Regions from separate parts of the Zea mays genome. Here region 2 is linked to region 1. A link is a contact called in public Hi-C data. All regions are on one chromosome and are shown on one strand. Each heading gives the region's core, a stretch centred on a gene start, on an enhancer-like site or on the middle of the called end of the contact. The rest is flanking DNA. Distances are from core to core; before and after follow the strand shown. Region 1 holds the start of LOC100284196 (defense-related protein). Region 2 holds the start of LOC100384259.

The links. Hi-C and Micro-C count contacts between places; a contact is called where the count stands out from the background.
Region 2: a Hi-C map of leaf shows a contact between it and region 1, with 2.6 times the contacts expected there. The contact joins the promoter of LOC100384259 here to the promoter of LOC100284196 in region 1. A contact is called at or near these places in 4 of 25 Hi-C or Micro-C datasets (ear, endosperm and leaf).

Annotation. Positions count from the first base shown.
Region 1 is chr5:13,913,389-13,921,352 of Zm-B73-REFERENCE-NAM-5.0, forward strand. LOC100284196 (defense-related protein) reads right to left here and starts at 3,221. Exons shown (of 3, transcript NM_001370617.1): 1 at 2,730-3,221; 2 at 815-1,138; 3 at 409-690. The coding sequence starts at 3,110. The coding sequence ends at 559.
Region 2 is chr5:14,112,405-14,120,368 of Zm-B73-REFERENCE-NAM-5.0, forward strand. It overlaps LOC100384259, which reads left to right and starts at 4,375. Exons shown (of 21, transcript XM_035958953.1): 1 at 4,375-5,200; 2 at 5,438-5,874; 3 at 6,020-6,153; 4 at 6,907-7,016; 5 at 7,105-7,211; 6 at 7,307-7,439; 7 at 7,523-7,639; 8 at 7,856-7,963. The coding sequence starts at 4,526.

The DNA of each region.
Region 1 (7,964 bases), core at 1,971-4,470:
GGATTAACCTAGGCATCCAATGCCCCCCCAATTTCCTCCTGCTATAGCGCCACACCTTGCTGCTGCGACGACTGGAGCCTTCCCTTGAGGAAGCCCCTGCACACCTTGCTCCACAGCTCCTTGTCCGGCTGCCGCACGTCGAAGCTCGTCTTGGCCACTTCCACCTGGCAGTCCTGCCAACAACAAACAAAACAAGGACAGATATTTTTTTTTGTCCTCCGTAAAAATCAGCTCCAACGACAGATACCCCGACGGTAAGCGGACAGCGCTGTCGTAGTCGTTTAGTTTGAGTCCACAAATGAGCCGAAGATGAAAGCAGCATATGCAAGGTGTGTTAAAAAGAAAAGAAGTGGATGCAAAGGCACTACGAGAATGAACTGGTGCCACGGAAAGATGGAACCAAACCAACGAACAATTTTTTCCCTCCTTTTTTTTTATTAATGCTTCGGACGAAGATAGCAGTTTCTGTACAACTCTTGAGTTCTGAAGCACATATAATAAAAAACAAACAATATGACGGATTAACCTAGGCATCCAATGCCCCCCAATTTCCTCCTGCTATAGCGCCACACCTTGCTGCTGCGACGACTGGAGCCTTCCCTTGAGGAAGCCCCTGCACACCTTGCTCCACAGCTCCTTGTCCGGCTGCCGCACGTCGAAGCTCGTCTTGGCCACTTCCACCTGGCAGTCCTGCCAACAACAAACAAAACAAGGACAGATATTTTTTTTCCATGTCACAGACAGACAGACAGACAGACAGACAGAGAGACAAACGAACACTCGGCACGCTGTCGTTACTATTATGATTAATTACCAGTATGTGGTTGTGGCGGAGGAGGCGGTCGGCGATGCTCATGAGGACGTCCTTGCTGTACTCCGGGTGGCCCTGGACGCCCATGGCGCGGCCGCCGAGGCGGAACATCTCGACGCGGGTCTTGTCGGACCGCGCCAGCGCCTCGGCGCCGGGGGGCAGCTCCCACACCTCGTCCTGGTGGAACTCGATCACCGGCATGTGCACGGGCAGCTTCAGCGGCGCGAACAGCCGCGCCGCCGCCGCCGTCGGGTGGATGCAGCTCACCCCGATGTCCCAGCCCTTGGCCGACCGCCCCGTGCGCCCGCCCAGCGCCCGGCACAGGATCTGCGTGCCGCAATCAAACAGCTTCAGGAGTTAAGACGGAAGTGTAGTAGCCACAGGAGTTTAGAGGTACGTGTGCGTAACGTGGACGCGTGCAAGTCTGCCTGGCATCGGCGCCCCACCACCGACAGGGCCGATGGACGCAACTAAAACGTTTTCTTCGGGAACACGCCAAGTAATTGATTCATGTGCACACAGACTGTCCCCCTTCTGTTTGTAGTACGATATTGGGAACCTCCTAGGATTCCACTGCTAAACAATTGGTGTCTCCTGTTCCTGCGTACGAGTACGACGACGGAAGACTTCGCGGCCACAAGAGCAATCCAAATCCAAGGCTCTGGCTCTCGGACCACAGGGACAGCGACAGTGTAAGAGCTCTTTGAAGTTGCGAGTGTTATTAACATAGAACCAAGTAATAATTAGGAGAAGAGGTCAGTACGTCCTCACGCGTCGAGGCACGTCTCTGACAAAAGCGTGGTTCGCGCGGGCGATTGCGTGCGCTTGGGCTTGGGCGCTACCCGCACGCCCTTGGGCGTGATCTGATCCCCTGAGCTGCTGGGTTGGTACGCTAGTAGCATCGTCATCCCAAAAGCAATCTCGCTCGGCAGGCGAGATGCGTCACGCCATTTGCGTTCTTCGTCCTCCTCCTCCTTCCCGGGGGATTTGATTTTAAAATTTGCAGGCGCGGTTTACGCGCCACTTTGAGGCAAACAAACCGGCGAACCGGAATAGGGGAACCGCTCGCTCCTCTAAGCCAGGGCAGGGGCGCAGGGCTCTGTGACTGTGAGCCAAACGTCCGGCCACAGACGCAGCGGGCCGTAGGAGATCCTGCAGAACAGATACCCACTCCACTTGTCTGTGTGCCAACAACAACAGCAACCCAGCTGCCACGGCCACGTCACACCACGTGAATCAGCGATGTCAGCCTCGAGCCTTAACCCTTTGTTTGAGAGATGCTGCCGTGTCTTAAACCTAGATTAGCGTGGAGTTTGTAGTCACTAATCCATCCAATCAGTCCCGTGTCCGTCTGTTTGCTTCGACCCGAATCAAACCAGGGGCCTCTGCTTCTATGAACTGAACTGGCATGGACTGAAACAAAACAGCGTCATGGCAGAAGCAAGAGCTCTATATTGTGCGCTCTAAATGGAGATTGGTAAAACTCGTAGAATTGGGGGTTCGTTTCTTCCGTCAAACTCTAACTGTGGGCTTGATGCTAGCACTGAGTCACCTTTGTCATTCTCTGGGGAAAAAAAATAAGGCATCTTTCCGTCCCCATTGCTACTGCTCACCAATTAAGCAGCCAGTACCGTTTGTACTAGTCAAAATGCATCAAGAACGACCACGGGTCGCCGTAAAAAAAAAGAAAGAAAATAATAGAAAAGAAAAGGTGCGCCGGGTGGACGGGAAGGCGCTAGGCTAGAAGAGCGGCAGCCCCACCAGGTGGTGCCCGCAGCGTCCCGCGGTCCCGTGATTCACCAGCGACGACGGAGAAACCCAGCTACGCGCGGAAGGGACTAGACGAGAACCAACCGCACCGCACCTAAACCCAACCAAACAGCAAGTCGAACCAAACATGGACGGATGGGATGGGCACCTGGTGGCCGAAGCAGACGCCGAGGACGCGCTTGCCGGCGGCGTGGACGCGGCGGGTGAGGTCGACGAGCGCGAGGATCCAGGGCTCGTCGCCGTGCGCGTCGGCGCAGCTCCCGGAGATGACGAACCCGTCGAACCCGGCTGCCTCGGCGTCGGCGGGGAGCTCCCCGCGGACGGCGCTGTACACCCGCCACCTCTCGCCGTCCTCCTCCAGCAGCGCGCGGAAGACGGCGAAGTAGCCGCCGTACTTCTGCCGCACGTACTCCGAGTCCTCGCCGCACTGCAGCACCGCGTACGAGCCCGCCCGCGAGGGGGCGGCGGCGGCGGCGGCGGCGGCCTCCAGCGCGGCCGACGCGGCGTTGTCGAGCGGCCCCATTCCCATGGCTGGCGGCGTCGCGGCCAGGCAGGCGCGTCTCCGGCCCGGGAATGGAGGCGGGGGTTGGGCGTCGCTTGGCTTGGCTGACTCGCTTGCGGGGGGTGAGAGGTGGCGGGGAGGATGGGGGGAGAACGGCGAGGCGAGGCGAGGGCGATATTTAAAGTAAGCACGAGCGGTTTTCCCTCGGATTTTTTTTATTTTTTCGTCGCTGGTTTTCCATTTTGCTATTATAGTACTGTTTCTGTTTTTTTTTACTGGTACTGGGGCTGGCCGCTACCGGCCTACCGCTAACATTTGGTATGGACGTATGGCATGGCAACGGCCAGCAGGCGCGGGACGGGGGCTACCGGCGAGCGGCGGTTTTGCTCGGGTCCCCTTCACTGCTCGGGTCTTTGGCCGGGTCCTAGTAATGGGTACCCAAAATCGGGTATCCGATAGATAAAAATCCTATTAGAGCATGGATGTAGCGAATTTTAATATCTATGGATATTTTATTAGGTCATTTATTAAATTTCACTCGCTCATGCATACAATATACTTAACAAGCAAAGAAGACAAACGTGGACCCCTTAATCTCACCTTTAAAACATATATTGATAAAAGAGTTTTTTTTTCTAGACCGATCTTGTCAAATACTGTATCTACCTGCCTGATAAAAGATTCAAACAGGAAGAGCAAAAGCGTATATCAAATTAATTGACACGGGAGTCCATTTCTGTGCTCAGAGTAAGCGAGCCCTACAATTGCAAAAAAAAGGGGGGGGGGGGGGGTATGCATATGTAATATCTGATGTCATTTATATATAGTGCAACGATTCTCTTTCGTACCAAGTTGCAAGTCCTCATATCGAATCGTAAGTTATTCTGTTTTCCTGTGTACATATGAACATATCTATCTTTTAATACAAACAGCATTTTTTATAGTTTTTTCTAAGTACATATGAACATATATCTATCTTCTAATACAAACAACATATTTTTTGTATAGTTTTTGTTATGATCATATGTTTTCCCATGCTACCGTTTGTATTAAAACACGGAAACTAAACTACACTAATTTATTTTATTCATATTTCTTTCTTTAAAAAAATGTTTTTTATCGTTCCATCCTCTCTATTTCAAACCGTAAGCTGTTCTGGCTTTTTTTTTCTAAATGCGTATTTTAGTTATATTTCTAGATATAATTAGAGTGTACATAAACACATAAAAACCCACTTACTAAAATCACAACAACTTACAGCAATTTAAAACCGTGAGATTGCCGAGCAGGGCGAGAACCGACTGTTAGACATGCTCACATGCATGTCTGGGGCATTGTTTGATTTTATTTGCCCGAGAAATTGCTCTGTTTTCATTCGTAGAATTTGTACTAGTATTTTCTTACCGAGGCTGGCTGGGCATACGTGCACGCGCGCGATCGTGCAGCGACATGCACATGCAATGCAATCACCGCGTGACGGAGTACCGAGGCGAGGTCGTCGACCACGTGCCGTATGGGCCGCTGGCACGTGACACCACCGATTCGGATCCTTATTTATTCATTCATTTGTCAGTCCCCACGCATTGTATTTAAAAATTCAGAAACGTAAGCCCACTTTTACGCAAAAACAACTTTACTGTCCGAAACGCCTTGTGCAACTAGCTAGGCTAGGAGGCTAACTCATTAGTAAAATGTTGTGTTTTCCACCCTTCCTTTGTACTAATTTTATAGACTATTAGCCCGGACGAGCTGGCTAGGCCAGACAGGGAAATTATATTTTACTTTGACGCCTCATCTGGATCATTGGAATTGAATTCCATTCTAACAATATTAATTTAGGTATATATCAATTAAGCTAATCCGGTTTTATGCAAAATATATTTATATACTATTATTAGCAAGATGTCGGAGATATTTATGTGCTACATTTTTACTATAAAGGAGTGAAACGAAGAGTGTCATGTAAATTACAGACTAGAAACGAATTCTACTAATGCATAAAATCATTTCACACACTCCACCCCATGAATTTGAGATAGCCTTATATCTGAACTTTGGAAAGTGGTGGAATGTCAAATTCCAAACTAAATAAGTTATTTTATTGAGTGAATTCCAATTCCTCTAAAATGAAGGGATCCAAATGCCCCGTGACTGGAATTTGGAGACGAAGCGCGCGCAGAATATTCGGGTCAAATAGAATCAGCTACATACTATGTGCATTAGGGCTCACATAAATAATCCATATCTTGAGGAGTATCAAGAGAGTAAGTGTAAAAAAAATACAAGAGACATATCTTGATGAAGAGATGTATCTAGCTCAGTTCTCTAAGTCTAGATACAGTTTCGTCCATACAACCCACATAAATGAGTTATATCATGAGAGATTCTAGTGAATAAGATATATGATTATATACAAAAATAGTTTCTTATATGTTTTTTTGTATTTTGAAAACCGAACTGGAGTCTTAAGGTTGCACATGCCCTGGATGTATCTAGTGTTTGTAAAACCTGTTTGTAAAACCGCAACAAAGTTTCTACATTGTACATGCCCTTAGGGATGTTACCAATTTTGGTAGTGAAACGCAATAATGAATTAAGCAATAATTCAAGCGGATCAGAATTAAATGAGACGTGTGGTGTAGACTGTAGAGAGTACTCTACGATATGTAGTGGGATACTTGGAGCAGTAATTATTACTAAACATGAGGTGTAGTAAACATTGACGGGATAACGCTGCACATTAAATACTAGTATCAGTAAACGATGCAATATGCACGATCATGGTCCGAGAGAATATTCGGATCAACACATCTATCTCCTGCGTTTATATATTATTAAAACTGAACGTTACCGTTTTTTGTTAGTAGTGATAAAGATCGATTAAGGTAACTCCAGCAACGTTGGATGTGTATAACACTGTTTTGTATTGTAGATGTACTCTTTTTATATAAGGAGAAGTTTAAAATAGAAATTACGATAACGTAAAGTGGGTTTTTACCGGCTAAATTTGAACGTTTTCCCTTTCCTTCCCTGGTCCTGTACTTGCAGTATTGCACTGTCGCCTGTCGGTTCATCGATCGGAACGACGACGTCGTCGCGCGCGGCACTATGGGCACTAGTACTTTGGTGGCAGTGGCACACGTTCGTAGTGTGTGTCACTTTGGTGTCTGGAGCCTGCTGGAGCAAGACAGCAAGTCAGGCTGAGGCCGGCTACTCAGCTGGGCGAGTGGGTGTTGCTGCGAGCTTTGGCGGATATCAGGGTATGCATATATGGCAACGGCTCCAAAAACGCGCTGCTGCGACTGCGATGCCCTGCAGCATTGCAATGGCTGGCCGGCCGGTGCGCGTTGCTTGGAAGAAAGATGCTGTCCGGTCGGCGAACCAGCCTCGATCAGCCATGCGGTTGTGATGCATGCGCATGCTTAACAGTCTGGACCCTAACACGGGCTGGGTGAAGCTGAAGAGGACCTAATTTTTGGTAGTTTTGTTTGACTGAATTATTGGTAGTTAAGCTAGATTAGTCCTACTTTTGGGCCGGGGCTGGCTTTCTGGCCTAGCTCAACACATAATTGTTTTTTTTTCTCCATACGGACGGCGTACATGCGTTCAAATTTTAAACCTTGACCTTTTACTTTTATTCACGTACGGTGTACTGAACCCGCCGTAGTCCGGTAGAAAAAAGTTTAAAAATGAGAGACACGACCTCATGTTAACCGTCACCCGTGCATCATCGATGGACGTACGTTGACAGCATCACAACGACTACAAAAATATCAAATAATGCATGTTAATCTGATTCTTAGTATAGCCTTTCGGTGTCGGCAAATTGCAATGCCGTGTGCCACTATGTTCATTCTCAAAAAAACTGACCAATTGACGCCGGACTAATGCTGGATCAACAACGACCGCACAAGTCGTGATAGTAACGGTCTAGCTAGTTTTCACTTTTCAGAGATTAATTTAGAGACAGCTAGCTAGCTCATTAGTTAGTTAGCAAATTAGCTAGTTATTTGTTAGTTAGCTAATTTCACTAATATTTTTTAGCCAACTAACTATATATATCTTCAGTGCATTCAAACAGTCCCTATATAATCTAGATTAATTTAGTTGTAGCTATTTGGCATCCTAGATTAATGGAACTCAGATTTTCATCATTAGACAACACTGTCCACGGTCGTATTTCTTCATTATTTATGATACTGTAGCAGTTTGTAGGTACATAAAAACGTTGAACATGTTCAAACACATTAAAAATAAATATTTCATACACATTTTGTGCCCATATCATACTACATTTGAAATTAAATTACATTCTTCTCGCAAATAATACATTGACAATTTTATCTAGAAAAGTATTCGCGGTTCCCTCTTCATCTCCCAATCCGGTATCGTGATGACTTGATGGTATTTAATCGTTGTCGTCTTCATCACATCAATCAAATAGTTCTTCCCGTATATGTTACTACCTCAAATGAAAAAATTATTCCTTCAACATTGGATAACTTGGTAAGTCCAATAAAATTATGAATTTCATCTTCGAGACAGCGAAAGATTGCTCAATATGATAAGTGCAATTGGTTGAATACATCTCATCATCACATGTCAGTCAATTAATTAGTCGATCAACGATGAAAATTAAGCCCTGAGGTTCACCGTGCTACAAAACGACATGATTGTGTGTACAGTTTTCGTACTATTTAAGTTTTACCTCCTTCCTATATGAAACATAATTCCTCAACGATTGTTTGCTTCGGATTAAAGCGGACTATTTAGATTGGTGTAGGTGTAATCTATAAAAACAAAAGTACTATAGAACCAGTAGAAACCGGTATAGATTAAAGTCAAGGGAACGACTGAAAGTCCACAAAGCTACTGGATTCC
Region 2 (7,964 bases), core at 3,125-5,624, 200 kb after region 1:
ACTCCGATTTCGATGATCTTGTACTTTTTGGAAAGCTTATGAAATTCTCTACATCCCAGAGTTGAAGCCATATCAGTTTGAGCAAATTTGGCACATCGGACAGGCCAGTGTGCACCGGACATCCCATATGCTACTGCAGTTTTTCAGCAATTCCGACTTCGTATTGTGGGCATAACCTTTAGCTCCGAACTCCGATTTTGATGATCTTGGACTTTTTGGAAAGCTTATAAAATTGTCTACATCTCAGAGTTGAATCCATGTCAGTTTGAATAGATTTGATGTTGTGAAACACTTCCAATTCAGTCAGCCCTTCCTCTCAACTTTATCAACTTCACTTTTGTTTTGTAGCTTTGTATCTCACTTCTACTTCTTGATGTGTTGGACTCTTAGCATATATAAAGTGTCTTCAATATTACTTTGTAATGTCTTCTATGAGTCTTATAATGTCTTCTTTGAGGTGTTGCATCCTCAGAGCCTCAGTCCAATCCACTTCGCATCCTGTGAACTACAACACACAAATATTTGGGAAATACATTAGTCCACAGGTTATGTTGATCATCAAACACCAAAACCTATTGAGCTAAATGGCCCGGGGTCATTTTCCTTACAACGCTCCATCATCATGCTTCGTGACCAAGGGTCATAAGGTATAATATGATGAGAGCAATAGCAAAAGTGAGAATAAAAGTGAGGATGAGGAGTAGACATTCAAGGAGGAATACTTTGAGATATTGCAAGAGGCTCATTCTCTCAAGGACAAGAAGAGAAGAGAATTTAATAGAACATGCAAGAAGCATAAATCTCTTGAGCAATCCCTTAAGGAGGCCTTGGCTACTTATGAGAAGCTTATTGATGCTCATGAGAAGCTAAAGGAAGCTCATTCTTCTTTTCCTGTCCAAGATAAGAAGGAACCTATTGAAATAACTAGCATAGGTGTTACATGTGATATTCTTCAAGATACTAATTATGCACATATTGTTATTGCACCTACTAACCCTTCTTGTAGCACTAAAAACCACCATCTATGAGTGACATTGTTGCTTGTGATACCTTATGGTTTAAAATGAAACCCTCAATAAGGAGGTAAATAAGCTCACATTGGGGGACATCATTTTTTATCCTTCTTAGCATGTTTTCTCTTTATGTTTAAGACAAACATAGTGCATGGTTTACCACCACTTTTGTTTTGAGCTCTTAGGTTCAATAGTTACAAATCTCTGCTAAGTATCTTTGGGTCCTATCATTGTCCTTGGTTCTATTTGTTATAGCCATACATGTGCTTATGATGCTTTTAAACACAATTACGTTCATGGTACATGACATCAATGTTATGCATCAAAAGCAACACTTTAGCATATAGGAGCTCTATATTCCACTAACATGAGTATAGTTGTGTTCCACTCCAAATCCTTTGTTGCCATCTCCTTTTCATTTAGAACCAATTTGTTGAGGTTATCAACAATTTCTAGCCTACTTAAATGTTTTGTTGGTCCATTTTTATATTTATGTCATTCCTGAACTTACCCCTCTATCATCTTGTCTAAGATGTTATTAGATTGCAACTAACATCTACGGGAATTGAAGTAGTACATCTTGCCACCAAATAAGAGGCAAAATAGTCAGTGTTCGAATCACATATTGGACATATAAAATTATCACGAATGCTTCATCCAACAAAGATGTTGTAGACTAAGAAATTATGAACCTACCATAAATACGCTACCCTAAGGGTGAATTTATGCTTCTTGTAAAAGTGATTTGCTTCAACTCCTTTCTAGAACTTTTTGAACTCTTCAATCAAAGGTTTTAGCATCACATTGAGTTTTGTTCCAGGATGTTTTGGAGCTAGAGAGCGACAACAGGCGTGGACCTAATCAGTGTGGGGCTCACGTGTAGGGTTGGCAACGAGTTTGAAACCCGCGAGTATAGGGTTTACAAACCCGTACCCATGATGTTAATACTAAACCTGTATCTGCACCCTCTACATGAGTCGGGTACAATATCCTACCCCCCCCCCCCCCCCGTCCGCTACCCGTGGGTGCCACAAACCCACGAGCACATAAATTGCACGTATATTTTACTTATATATGCATACATATATAAATATATGCATGTATATATAAGGAATGCAGGTACGTGGATTCACGACATGAGTACAACTTTTTCATACACACGAGAAAAAATCATCGGTTTGACAATCAAACTCACACTCATCACGAGTTCAAACTCACACCTAAATCCGCACCTTGTATTGTAGGTGAAAGGGAAATAGGCTTACACCTTTTCCTAAATTGATTTTGGCGGTTGAATTGTCCAACACAAATAAATGGACTAACTAGTTTGCTCTAGTCTATAAGTTTTACAGGTGCCAAAGGTTCACAAAAAGCCAATAAAAAGACCAAAGATGGGTTCAAATAAAGAGAGCTAAAGACATCCCAAAAGGCACCCTGGTCTGGTGCACCGGACTGTCCGGTGTGCCACCGGACTGTCCGGTGTGCCACCGGACAGTGTCCGGTGCACCAGGGAACTTGATGCTGAACTCGCTACCTTCGGGAAAATGGGAGGCCGCTCCGCTATAATTTACCGGACTGTCCGGTGAAGCACTGGACAGTGTCCGGTGTCACACCGGACTGTCCGGTGTGCCAGCGGAGCAACGGCTACTTCGCGCCAACGGTCGACTGCAACGCATTTAATGCGCGCCTGCGCGCGCAGAGGACAGAGCACGCGCGGAAGGCGCACCGAACAGTCTACAGGACCTGTCCGGTGCACCACCGGACAGCCCAGAGGCCCCACCAGTCAGAGCTCCAACGGTCAGAACCCAACGGCCGGCTGACATGGCTGGCGCACCGGACAGTGTCCGGTGGCGCACCGAACTGTCCGGTGCGCCATGCGACAGACAGCCCTCCAACGGTCACTTTTGGTGGTTGGGGCTATAAATACCCCAACCACCCCACCATTCATTGCATCCAAGTTTTCCACCTTCCAACACATTACAACAGCTATAACATTCAATTGTAGACACAACCAAAGAGATCAAATCCTCTCCCAAGTCCGGAATCACTCCAAATCAAATACTGACTAGAGAGAGCGACATTTGTGTTCATTTGAGCTCTTGCGCTTGGATTGCTTCTTTTCTTTCTCATTCTTCTTGTGATCAACTCAATTGTAACCGAGGCAAGAGACACCAATTATGTGGTGGTCCTTGCGGGGACTTTGTGTCCCGTTTGATTGAGAAGAGAAACTCACTCGGTCTAAGTGACCGTTTGAGAGAGGGAAAGGGTTGAAAGAGACCCGGTCTTTGTGACCACCTCAACGGGGAGTACGTTTGCAAGAACCGAACCTCGGTAAAACAAATCATCGTGTCTTACTCTTTATTTGCCCGCGATTTGCTTTCACCGTCTCTCTCGGACTCGTTCATATTTGTAACGCTAACCCAGCTTGTAATTGTGCTTAAGTTTATAAATTTCAGATTCGCCCTATTCACCCCCCTCTAGGCGACTTTCAGTAGGGCTTTTACCCGTGGGTACGCAGGTAAAATATGCCCGTTGCCATCCCTACTCACACGTTCCAACCATACGTTTTACGAATGCACATACAAATCTACGAGTTGGTCTTAGGGTATCAACGTTGCTGATACATATCTAATGGAATTGGTATTTGATCATTTTCCATAGACTCCTTATCTCATCTCCTATTATACCGCCTATTTTGAATTCCACGGTGTAAACAATCCACCGTAAAACAATATTTTATATGACTATATACCGCTGTGCTAGAGACGCCCCGCTCACAAGTCACTCTCAAGTGACATGACAATCAGCGTGCTCACAAGTCACTCTCAAGTGACATTTCCCAAGTCATTGCTGAACAGTGTGTAGACTCCCTATCCAAGATTCCAAGTGACAAATCGTAGCGTCCCAGGCCATCTGGTGCAAATCAATGTTACGTATGGAACGAGCTCCACCACCAGGCGCATCGTTTGCGTGACCGCAGCGGACAAAGATGTCACGGTCCCTTTGCCAGATCTTCCACCGCCGCGTGCACTCTGTCGCACAACTTACGTGCACTCTGTCGCAGCGTGCACTCTGTCGCACAACTTCCCTTTGTGGCCTTCTCCCGCCGTGCGCCACCGGAGATTTTACTCCAATAGATCCACTGAGACGTGCGTGCGGCCATGTGAAGAGCCGTCGCATTAACCGTCGCGTTGCCACTGTCGTCAGATCGCAAGGGCGAAACGCATCCAACCCCAGAACCCCTACGACACCACTGTCCAGTGTCCACTCCACTCGCTTCGCTTGCAGTTGCAGATCCGCCAGTAGTGAATTGCATGCCGGTCGTGTGGGCTTTGGCGCTGGTGGGTCCATCAGTTGAAAGTTGAAACGCCGGGGTGCGTCGCACTGTCGCTTCGCTTGCGCTCTTCGCGTCCGTTCCCCCCCAAAGCCACGATAAATATGCGCTCGAGACCGACCCTTTCGGCCGTAATCTCCTCCGCTCAAGCCGTAGTAGGGTTTCCGTAGCCCAGCCCATGTCGACGCGCGACGGCGGAGGCGGCCGGCGTGGCGGCAATGCAGCAGCAGGCCGTGGAGGTGACGGCCAAGGGCGGGGCCGTGGAGGGGGCGGCCGAGGTGGCGCCGGCGGCCGTGGCGGTGGCGGCCAATGGCGGGCCCAAGGCGGCGCGGAGCTTGGCGGTGGCCGAGGTGGAGCCGTCGGCGCAGCGCGTGGCGGCCGCGGAGGTGTCGAGAGAGGGGGTCACCAGTCCTTCCACGGCGCCAGGCCGGTCGGTGGGGACCGAGGCGGACGCGGACACTACCACCATGGCGTGCCTGCTCAGGTCCAGCCGCAGTGGCAAGTGGCCGCGCCGCCTTCGACGTCGAGGCCGACACCCGCGGAAGTCGAGGAGCTGAGAGGCGAGGTGGAGAGGAAGGCGGCGGTGGCGGTGCCAGACGCAGAGGCGCACGAGGGGCCGTCGTCGGGCACCGCGCATGAGCCTTCCGCCGCGCCGGCGCGGGTCGAAGCGGAGCAAGGGACGTCGCTGGTGGTGGAGGCAGACCAGGCCGCTCAGGGGAGGCTGCCTCCGTCGTCGAGCAAGGCGCTGGTTTTCCCCGCGCGGCCGGGGTACGGCACGCTCGGCCGGAGGTGCCGCGTGCGCGCCAACCATTTCTTCGTTCAGGTGGCGGACAAGGAGATCTACCACTACGACGTATGTGCTGTATATATGCATGACCCCTCTCTCTTTCTTTTGGTTTTTATTATAATTTTTTTTTCATTTTTTTGAAGTTGCATAATTAAGTTTTATAGTGTTCGCTGCTTTACGCAATTTCTGTAGTTACATGGCTCCTGTTCATTCCCAGTTCCAGAACTGATATAATCAATTTACCGTAAACATTTATATCTGTCTCCTTTCAAGTACAATTTCTATCCTTCTTAACTTGTGCAGGTCGTGATTAGTCCAGAATCGCAGTCAAGGAAAAGAAATCGTTGGATTCTTAACGAACTCGTTAAATTGCACAAGAATTACTTGAATGGGCGACTGCCTGTTTATGATGGTAGAAAGGGCCTTTTCACTGCTGGTCCGCTACCGTTCAAAACCAAAGAATTTGTTCTGGAACTAACCAATCCTGAGAGAGCAAACCAGGGGTATGGTGTTGTATTCTGTTTTTCAAGCTCACGCTTGTTCTTTGTATGTGCTTATTCACGTTGCATTAATCCTTGCCTTACTGCCTGCAGGGCGAAAGAGTACAGCGTGACCATAAAAGATGCTGCCAAATTAGATCTTTACAGCCTTAGGCAGTTCTTGGCTGGTAGGCAGAGGGAACTGCCACAGGATACTGTCCAAGCCCTCGATATTGCTATGCGAGAATGCCCAACTGAAAAGTACTAGTTATGATGCATCCATGCAAATTTAATATCCATTGAATTCATGTCGCCCTATATATATTTGTTTGGCGGACTGACTATTGTATATGATCCTTCTGCGGTTCCATCAGTTCTGACTTTTTTTCTTTTCAAACTGTGACAGGTATGTATCCATCTCAAGGTCATTTTTCTCTCAGTCATTTGGACATGGTGGTGATATTGGCAGTGGTGTGGAATGCTGGAGGGGGTACTACCAAAGTCTACGTGCTACACAAATGGGATTGTCTTTAAATATTGGTATAGTTGTGGCTAATTCTTTTGCCTTATTAAATCACACATACCACACTATCTATTCTCCTAGACATTTACTTGGCATGCAGTAGCATCTATATGTACTATCTGTATGTCCACCAAATTAAAGAGTAACAAGCTCAATTTAAAGCTTCTGCCGTGGGCATGATGTATATTACACATTCGTGGTGCCCTTTGTTACTCTTGTCATCAATGAATAAGTTAGGTCACTGTACAGTCTTACAGGACTACTGTTCTGTATCATGCAAGTGTACTTTGTACTATGTATTAAGAATACTTGTATATATTGTATATGCCATTGTGCCACTTCATCTTGATTTTATATACAAGTATTAAAGAACTATAGTATTCTTTTCGTCCCAAAATATAAGTATTCCTAAATTTGTCCTTAGGAGCTTCTCCAACAACTGACTTGGGTTTTCGCCATGGGACATGAGAGCCAAAAAAGCTATGAGCTAGTGTAGGAATAAGAGCTTTTGCAACAATTGGTGTTTTAGGGCCTGTTTGGAAGGGATCCGTGTGGCTCCAGCTCTACATTGTAGTAGTACTATAGGTGTGGTGGGGCCAGGAGCCCTAGAATGATGGCTTCTCCGGCTCCTCCACTCTTGTAGTTGTATTTTTCTGGAGACAGCCATCCAGCTCTGTGCCATAGTGTTGCATATTGCACATGCGCAGGAAGTCGGATAAATTTCAATGTTAACCAGTAGGGGTGATAAAATTTGTTTATTTTCCTTTCAGATATTTCAGCAACTGCATTTTACAAGGCTCAACCGATTTTGGAGTTTGCATTGGAGTACCTCAACATACGTGACACCTCAAGGCGTTTGTCTGACCAGGATCGCTTAAAAGTATTGAACATCATACTTTTATTATATCCTCATTAGTTCTAATGTTATATGGTCTGATTGAATCATATTTTGTCGTTTCTCTTTGTAGCTGAAGAAAGTCCTCAAAGGAGTACGTGTTGTGGCAACACATCGTCGTGATATAGCCATACATTACAAGATTACTGGGATAACCTCACTTCCCTTGAATAGTTTAACGTATCTATTCAGTTTTAATTGATATTCTTTTTCTTAATTCATTCTGCACTGTTTTTTAATGGCACATGTTTAAATATTCATGTTTGTTTATATAGGTTTAATCAAGATGGGGCAAGTGTTTCAGTTGTCCAATACTTTAAACACCAATATAATTACAGTTTGAAACACATTCACTGGCCATGCCTTCAATCTGGCAATGATAGTAGGCCGACTTATTTACCAATGGAGGTAGTGCCTATATTTTATCTGTTTGTGTTAATATTTTGTCAGTGTTTTGTCAGATTTCTTTAGGATGTCTCTTATTTATGCAGGTTTGCAGTATACTTGGCGGTCAACGCTATTCTAGGAAGCTAAATGAGTACCAAGTCACAAGCATCCTGAAGAAGGCATGTGAGCGACCACCTCAAAGGGAGGGCAGCATTTTAGAGGTGATTTTTGTGACTACTATCCCATTGTTGACTCTGTTCTTGTACATTGGCTCTGTTCTTGTACATTGACTCTCTTCTTGTACATTGTAGTATATAGTTTTGTGTGGTGTTTAGTATTTTTTTTACCTTTTTAATGAAAGACCTACCTATTTCGTATTTTTCTCAGGTAGTTAATAGGAACAACTATGGTAATGATCTATTTCGTATTTTTCTCAGGTAGTTAATAGGAACGACTATGGTAATGATCATTGTGCCAAAGAATTTGGTATTAAGGTGACAAATGAACTTGCCTTGGTTGATGCACGGGTGCTGCCAGCTCCGACGG